2 separate regions of the Gossypium hirsutum genome follow, and region 1 is linked to region 2. A link is a contact called in public Hi-C data. All regions are on one chromosome and are shown on one strand. Each heading gives the region's core, a stretch centred on a gene start, on an enhancer-like site or on the middle of the called end of the contact. The rest is flanking DNA. Distances are from core to core; before and after follow the strand shown.

Region 1 (4,491 bases), core at 784-3,283, 390 kb before region 2:
TCAGTGCGAGTAATCAAGTGGAGAAGTAAAAATAGACAACTATCCGGTAATAACGGAAAACAATTTGCAGATTTCATTACGGTAAGCATCATCCTAGTCTTAACCATTCATAAGTGACCAAAGAATACCTCAGATACCGGGCTTCTCAATGCTTTACGCTCAGTAACCTTCGGACTTCTATCTTTGGGTGTCTTACTTGCAGGATTTGGGGATGAGACCGTGTCAGCATCAGATCCTGATATCTTCATTTGATGAGAAGTTCGAGGTGTAGCAGAAGAGTTTCTCTGAGGCACTTCTAGGGGGCTTGTTTTACTGCCAAAAACAATGAAAATACAATTAAAAAAAACATCAATGAAGCTTCTAGTCGATGACTACTATTACATCATACAAGAGGTTCTTTCAGGAGGTTGTAACTACTTTTACAACTTTCTATATAACCAATCATAATGCAGGGCGGATAGATAGCTTACTAACAACTTCATAGCTAAGCAGTCACCCACCTTAAAGAAGTTAATGTTGCAACCATTTTTTCAAGCACAAGCTAAACAACTAAAAACTGCCCTACTTCAAAGGGGGTGAAAAAGGGGTTTAACAATATACCGAGCAACTAATGAGGATCTTACCTTGCTTTTGGGGTCTGCATGATTTATATATCCCCTTGAACTGGTAAAAGGGCCTTGCTTCAAACCCGACTTGACCCACACAAGCTGCAAAGAAATCATGGATTGAGAAGCTACATTGGGTAGATTCTGATATTATAGATGTAGAGGTTGTGCAAGCTGGAATGTATATCAAGCCTTAACCAACAAACAATCAAATACAATTCCTTCGAAGAAACTCCACAGAAACTAATTCCACTACTACCAACCAGAACCAAAATGACCTAATTTAAAATGAAAGGAAAAATAAAGTTGCCATATGTGGATTCGAGCGCGCTGAGGTGTATTATCATGAGTTAAGGAGGGGTTATGGATAGTTCTAGGCATTGTCTAAAAAAGAGCAAATATGATGAGATTATTTTAAAAAAAAAAACCATCTTTTCACTCTGTCTCTCTAGTGAAAGATATGCTACACAACACATTATTGAAACCAACGATCAAAAAAGAAGAACCCACATTATTGAAACCACAAAGGACCAGCTAGAAATGAACGAAGTAAATTAATAATCCATGAGGGACTGCTTGTACTCAGTTTGGAATTAAAATTTGTTTATTTACATTACTTATTGGACCAAAAAACTGAAACATTATGCTCTTAATGAAAATATGTGGCAGTGGGGTGTACTCAACCAATCCAATAAAACTACTTTTTCCTATATTTCCATTTTCTCCTGCAAATTTAAGACCAAAAAGCTCTATAACTCCATGAAAATCTCGTTTATCTTCCCCAAATTTTGCTTGATAACTTTGAAAATAAAACATGGAAGAAAGAATTAAATGAACAATGCTTAATGAAGGAGTAGATGAACTTGAAGAAGACATAGTTTCAAGGATATATAAAAAAGGCAAGCAGGGAAAAAGGGTCTGAAGAGCAAGAGAGATAGATATAATTGTTAACATAAAGCAAAACCTACTCACTTTTAAACACATTTAGAAACAATCTTTTCTGATGAAGGAACTAAAGGAACATGAACACCACTAGAAATTTACATTGCTGAAAAATGAAATATAACCTGAAACATACATGTTTAACAGAAAGGATAAGGAGAAAACAGAGCTGGATTTTTAGTTTTTACCTGAAGGATGGATGGTAGTCCTTGAGATAGCTAGCTTCAGTTAATATTTTCAGGAAAAAGAACAAATGTAAAAGGCTTGGAAATAATGAACCCTGGAAAACCCAAAACCAAACAGGGTTGGTTAAGTTAAAGCTTCTCTTGGAGCTGAGGTTCTTTTTCTTCTCTATCAATGCTCACTGCTCAGGTTCCCTAAGGCCGAGTCTCTCTTTCTTATATTTTCTTCTTTTTTTGAGAAGCTCGCTTTCTTTTATATATTTTCTTACTTTTGTTTGTTTTACTGTTTTTGTTGAATGTCAGTTAAGGGAAAGAGGAAGCAAAAGCTATTGGCTTATAGGGACGTTTACCTATACAGGAGATTGTGATTGATTAAAGCACCACGCTCCTTTTTCACGCGCTGTTTGACGCTCCTCTCCTCACTCAACTGCTGCTACGTTATGATTGGTGCTGTTGAGGCTCCCGAATCCCAACCCAAGGTTAACAGTATCTGCATACTCAGTTTCTTTCTAGATTTGAATCTGTGAATAAATTTGAGTTAAATTAAAAAAAATTAAATTTAAATTCAGATCATATTTGAGGTGATAAATACTATTGATTATCAAGTTATTATATGGGTTAACACATATATTTAAAATTACATATATTTAAAAAATATTCAAAGTAAAATAATAAAAACTAAGATATTTGAATTGAATATGATAAATTTGAATAATTAATTAAATAAAAATTATTATTTTAGAAATTTTTTAAAATTTTAAATTTTTTAATTTTAAATATATATTTTGAATTTTTTATAAATATTTTAAATTTAATTTAATTTAATTTTTTGTAATTTTGTTGAGATAGAAACTAATTTGCTTATTTTTAAAGTTGATAATAACTAAAAGGATATTTATACCAATCTGTTATTTGAATTATTTGAAGTGTGAAATCGAATTATTCGAACTGACTCGAATAATTTAAATAACTCGATTCAATAAACTCAAAATATGAAATTTTTTTCGATATTTTCAATTAACTCCCGTGTTCGAATATGCCTTCTTTTTTGTTTTAACTCTAGAATTAATCAATTGATGTTTGTCGTAAATTGTAATCAAAGCATATAAAAACAGAGTTGATTCATCCATAAGAAACTGGCATCTCTATCTTGCTCCCAAAGTACAAACAAACCACAATAGTCAAATATAATTAAGTAGTAATTTTTAGCTATGACTTTACTTCAATCTTCATTTAATTTAAAAACATTGGAGTTGTTAGTATGGTTTATGCAATCAAAAATTGCCTTGAAATATATAACTTTCTTTTTGTTTTAGGTCAATTTTGATATTTTCAACTCAAGTAAAGTATCCTTCCATTCATGATTGTATGTATTAGAATATGGATCATATCTCCATTACCACTAATTGAGATTTCTTCCAATTGTATTCCTAAATTCATACGAGTCTTTCTGAAATGTGGAATATATATCGGTGCAACTAATTGTCGGATAAAAGAGGTTAGTTCAGAAATTTGATTCTCAAGAAAAAAAAAAAAGTTTTTTTGTTTCATTCGCTCTACTTGGAAACTCCTATTTGAATTCCAAATATTGTCAATATGCAATCATGATCGAATGCTAAGGATAATGAAAAGAAATAAAATTATTAATATCAGTCCCTAGCAATAGGCAAAATTTGTAGGATTGTTCAAAAATCAATTTCTATTCAAAAATAAACTTATAGAAAACAATAGTGAATAAAGTCGAATCTATAAAGACCAATGATAATTTTATTTCCTAAATAAAAATAAACAAAATAAAGATGATAGGGAATTTTTAAAAAAATAGAAAATAGAAAAACTTAATTTAAACTTAGCAAAGAAAGCAATAATTAAAAGTTGTGAGAAAATCAATAAGACGAAGCTCTAGTCAAATATAAAATTTTCATTTGATTCATGAGTTTGATCGTCAATGCATAGATGATAAACTAATTATAGTTGTCAATGCATAGATGACACAGGTTGTAACACCCCTTACCCGTATTCAAGGCCGAAACAGAGTACGAGGCATTACCAGACTTAACAATACACATAGATGAAAACCGGGCCATAAAATTTCATTTAATTCAAAACTTTGCGAACACATGCATAACAAACAAAGTTAATATATCATTACATCAAAACATAGGACATGGCACGATTAATTAAACTTATAAACCATAATGGATAAGGACCACATCTCATGATCATATACGATAATTCAATGCAGACTGATACGTATAGTCAAAATCATAATAAAAATACATATCACAAACCAGCTTCCTATACATGCCACTCACTTGATATTTCTAATATTTGAATTAATTCTCCCAAAAATGATAGTTTGATAGTGTGATTTTGCCTCCGACGATCTCCAACCTTGAGCCGACCTGCCAATACTAAAGAAATGGAGAGGATGGGCAAGCTTTACGCTTAGTAAGTTCATATGAAAATAATAAGCAATTACTACCACGCTTTTCAAGATAAAACACTATAATTGTACAATTACACATGTTCAGGTTAAGCTGTGTTATCGAGTTACAGTTACTAAATCATTCATATCTGAAGCTAAAAAACTCCAAATTTAGTTTCGTTAATTTTCCTTGAAACTAGATTCATATATATTTCTTCCATAAAATTTCCAGAATTTTTGGTTTAGCCAATTAGTACAGTTTATTCATTAAATTTTCCTCTATTTTGCTGTCTAACAGTTCTAACCTCTCTTCACTAAAAAATATTTATCTCAT
Region 2 (3,938 bases), core at 791-3,290:
CTGGTCATGATCCCTCCTGGCGAGCAGACCATGGGCCGTGGTGACTGAGTTCATTCTGGTCACGTGCTGAATTCGAATAGCTTGTTGCCGCCTTGTCCATGTTTTTGTCAGCGTGATGTCATGCGATAAAATAGTGTTGAAGGTTATCCACGTTGTTCAAATTCTTAAGTACCCACTGAAGTATGATCGCTAGTTGTGGTCAAGCACAATAACATATTGACGGACATATGGTTTTTACGTATTTTATGTGTATAATATAGTAAATATTACACTTCTTTTCTATCTCATTTTTCTTAAAAGGAAATTGGTGCTTTCACAATTCACAGTTAATACTTTTTTTCTCTCTTTTTCACTTCTCCTAGTTCTTGAATGAACTCATGTTGGATTCATAGGGTTGAATTTAACTGATAGAATCCATGTTACTCATCTAATGCAAGTATACTTAATATATTGTTTTCAGGTTTCTCGTATATATATATAAAAGGATTATATCTTAGTTCGAACATGTATAGGAAGAGAGTCCTTTCTGTATAAGAACACACAAGTAGGCATTGTTTGGGGTGATTTGTTCCTACGATTAGTTCACATGGAAAATGAAAAGGAAATAAAGAGGGCAATAGAAATGAGACAAATAAACTGCAATTAATGAAACAGATCAGTATTTTACTTCCTAGTCTACCAAATATGAGATTAAGATGTTTGTTCAACCAAGACAACTCTCTGGAAACAAAACAGGAAGAAAATTGTAAACAAACCATTTTGATATACAGATCAGAGGAAACGAGGCCTCGAAATCCTCATTCTCCTGGTGCAGAAACTCCTTGCTTCAGCCTCTCTTTCTTCATCTTCTTCTTTGATATTGGCTTCTTTTTTCTAGGTGGAAGAGTCTTCTGTGCATACGAGTAAAGTACATAGTTCCCAACAAGAAATGTCAGCAGTAGCCCCCCAACAACCAGCAGAACTATCAAGCCAGGATTGAATCCTTTGCCCTCAGTTTCATAAATAATCTTGTTTCCCTATTGCATTAGCAGAAACTAAAATCATCACGCATGTAATTTTATACTAAACACAACTAGCTGCTCAATACTTGTCTTCAGCCTGTTAATCTTTTCAAAAGGCCATAGAGAGCAAATAGGAAAACTTAGCCCTACTACAAAAGATCCTTGCTACATGAAAGATTCTATAAAGTATACGTGCATACAAACATTTCTGCAAAACATATACATCTATCATCAAGATTTTAAGAGATCACACAAGGTTTACATTGAGACCCCAGAAATTTATCCATGGATACTGATGACTCATATACCTATGTCTGTGTTTTAAGTAGATTGTTGACGAAATTATAGGATGTATCGCAAACTGAGTGAAGATTTTTCAGGCAGTCAACTAAAGCTTTCATCTTTCACTGTTCCTTTATGTTTTTTCAGTCAGAATTATGGAGAGGTATGGATGAACAAAAAGAACCCAACCAAATTGACTGATCAAATCCCACATAAAGATGGTGTTAATAGTTTCAATGATGCTGCAGCTTTATTTCAATCAAAATATCGAGAAGAAGAAAAAAAAAAGAGGATAGTTTGTTAAGTTTGCATGCAAAAATAAACAAGTAACAGTATCTTAATTAAGCATGAGAAAGAGCAAGAAAAAGTCTAAAAAAATTGGAATTAATTTGAAAAAGCACCACTGCACTAGATCGGAACTGTAACAAGTAATAAGCAAAGGAAACAAAACCAGATCTCTAAATTTGAACTGATTTAGCACGGATCTCACTGAAAAGCCATTGAAATTTAAGGGGAGAAAAACCAAGCGATCAAAGCAGAGATGGACCTTATCGGCGAACTCGAACTCGTCTGACATTACTGCCAAGTCCAAGTGCGAACTCGACGTTGGAGCTCCTCACTAGCACAAGTTGGGAACCAAAGTAACAAAAACAAAAACCGGTTTCTGGTAATCAAACGAATTCGGATATTCATTTGGCAGTTTAATGGATCCAACTGATAATTGGACTTTGAACCCAGATAGTAACATTGCCCAGTGAATTGGGTAAAATCCAGTGAGTTTTATGGGACTTGGAGGGTTACTTTTACTTTTATTGTTTTTAGGATTATTTATCATGGCAGAGTACCTATTACAAATAAAAAGATGTTTATTTAATCAAACATAATAATTTTCTAAACCCACACATTTACAAAATTATTTTATAATTATTTTTATTTAATTAAGTTCATCTTACTGTTTCAATTATTCTAGTAATATATAAATTATTGCTTTTACATCAAAATATCTCATCGTTATTTTAAGCCATAATGATCTTATTTTATAAAAAAATTATTTTAAGTTTCTATTTTTTTCGTATTTTTTAGCTCTTAAAACTTGACAACCCAAAAATTATGAAAAAGTTGACGTTTGTGCATTATGCTAATGTGGCATATGCCACCTACGCATTCAATTGATTTTTTTTTAATTTTTAAAAAATTATATTTTTACACTTTTTTAAATAAATATTTTAAAATTTAAAAATTTAATTAAATGCTGATGTGTCGTCCACCTAACAATTTATGTGTATGTCATGTCAGTAAAATAAAAAATGTTTAATTTTTTTTATTTATTATAAGGTGATTTAAAAAAAAATAATTGCCTCTAACAGAAAGAATGTACATATCTCATCAGACAGGGACTTGAAAAAAGACAATAGTACTAGTTAGTATTAAGAGATGCTTAATCCAGCAACTGGTTGTGGGTATTGTGGGCAGCTTTGACTTTTTCTGTTTTGTCCTAAACCCCATCCTCCTTTTAAAACATTAAGATTGATATAATGAAAAGCCAGCCTAATCCTACTTTCCCAAGCATTGAGAAGATACAAAAAGAGACGTGCTTCTGAATAAAAGTCTTTAAAAAAGAAGTAATCAGAAGTAAGTTTAGAATCAAGTTTAGTACATACTTTTCTCCCAAACAACCCACTCCATGTAATTGCTTACTCATTTTCCTTATTACCCAATTAAACAATTTTATAAAAAATGATGATTCTTTCCTTCATTGCTTTGATCCATCACCAACCGCCACTCAATAAAGTTTCTTAATTAAAAATAAAATAAAATAATAAATATGAAACATTTTTCACTCTACTTTACCAAGTGTCTACTCAAACTCCCATGTCTGCCCTTTGACAATGGGGATTGCTTGTGGAATCAACTAGGCAACCTTCAATCACTCCCCCCACCATTTTTCTTTGTCCCCAATCCCCTAAAACTTGTGCTTTTACATGTTATTGGGAACCTCAGCCCTTTTATTATTTGTTAGACAAGGTCCTGACCAATGTGGCTATTTTCTGACGAGGAACTGAAGAAGTTTATCATATCGTTGCAGTCAGATACACTGTCCTGCAAGCTCAACAATAGATGAGAGGTGCTGAAACTCATTGAGGGTTTAGCTTTTGGAACAATTGGAACCTGGGCTTCCCCCACCAGCATTTGGACCACTCCTCTCATTGTGGGTCTAGCCAGTGGATCAGGGTGTGAACATGCTAACCCCACCAGGAGGACCCTCCTCATCTCACCCTCATCGAAATCACCTTCCAGCGTGGCATCAGCTGCAGCTAACAATCTCCCTTCTCTACGCAAACTCCAAACCCATTCCACCAAATTCCCATTAGCTCCAACTTTTGCAGCTGCATTGGCATTTCTCTCGATTGGTCTTCTTCCACTAGCGACCTCTAGAACCACAGCTCCATAGCTAAACACATCCGTTTTCTCGGTCGCTCTCCCAGTTTGAAGATATTCGGGAGCCAAATATCCCATTGTGCCGGCAGCTACCGTGGCATCAGGCGATTTATCATGCTCAATTTGCCTTGCTAAACCAAAATCGCCTAGCTTTGCGTTGAACCCTTCATCCAGCATTATGTTGCTGGTCTTAACGTCTCTATGAATAATCTGGTG

What was found. A called contact is a pair of places that touch in the nucleus more often than the background predicts.
Region 1: a contact with region 2 is called in a Hi-C map of leaf, with 2.8 times the contacts expected there. The contact joins the promoter of LOC107947797 here to the promoter of LOC107933744 in region 2. A contact is called at or near these places in 2 of 34 Hi-C or Micro-C datasets (both in leaf).

Annotation. Positions count from the first base shown.
Region 1 is chrA04:69,127,725-69,132,215 of Gossypium_hirsutum_v2.1, reverse strand. It overlaps LOC107947797 (interactor of constitutive active ROPs 2, chloroplastic), which reads right to left and starts at 2,033. Exons shown (of 4, transcript XM_041111093.1): 1 at 1,736-2,033; 2 at 624-707; 3 at 129-312. The coding sequence starts at 643.
Region 2 is chrA04:68,741,518-68,745,455 of Gossypium_hirsutum_v2.1, reverse strand. It overlaps LOC107933744 (DNA-binding protein S1FA), which reads right to left and starts at 2,040. Exons shown (of 2, transcript XM_016866032.2): 1 at 1,831-2,040; 2 at 624-1,016. The coding sequence starts at 1,860. The coding sequence ends at 798. It overlaps LOC107933753 (L-type lectin-domain containing receptor kinase VIII.1), which reads right to left. Exons shown (of 1, transcript XM_016866043.2): 1 at 3,010-3,938. The coding sequence ends at 3,300. It overlaps LOC107933735 (cell number regulator 8), which reads left to right. Exons shown (of 3, transcript XM_016866023.2): 3 at 1-275. The coding sequence ends at 48.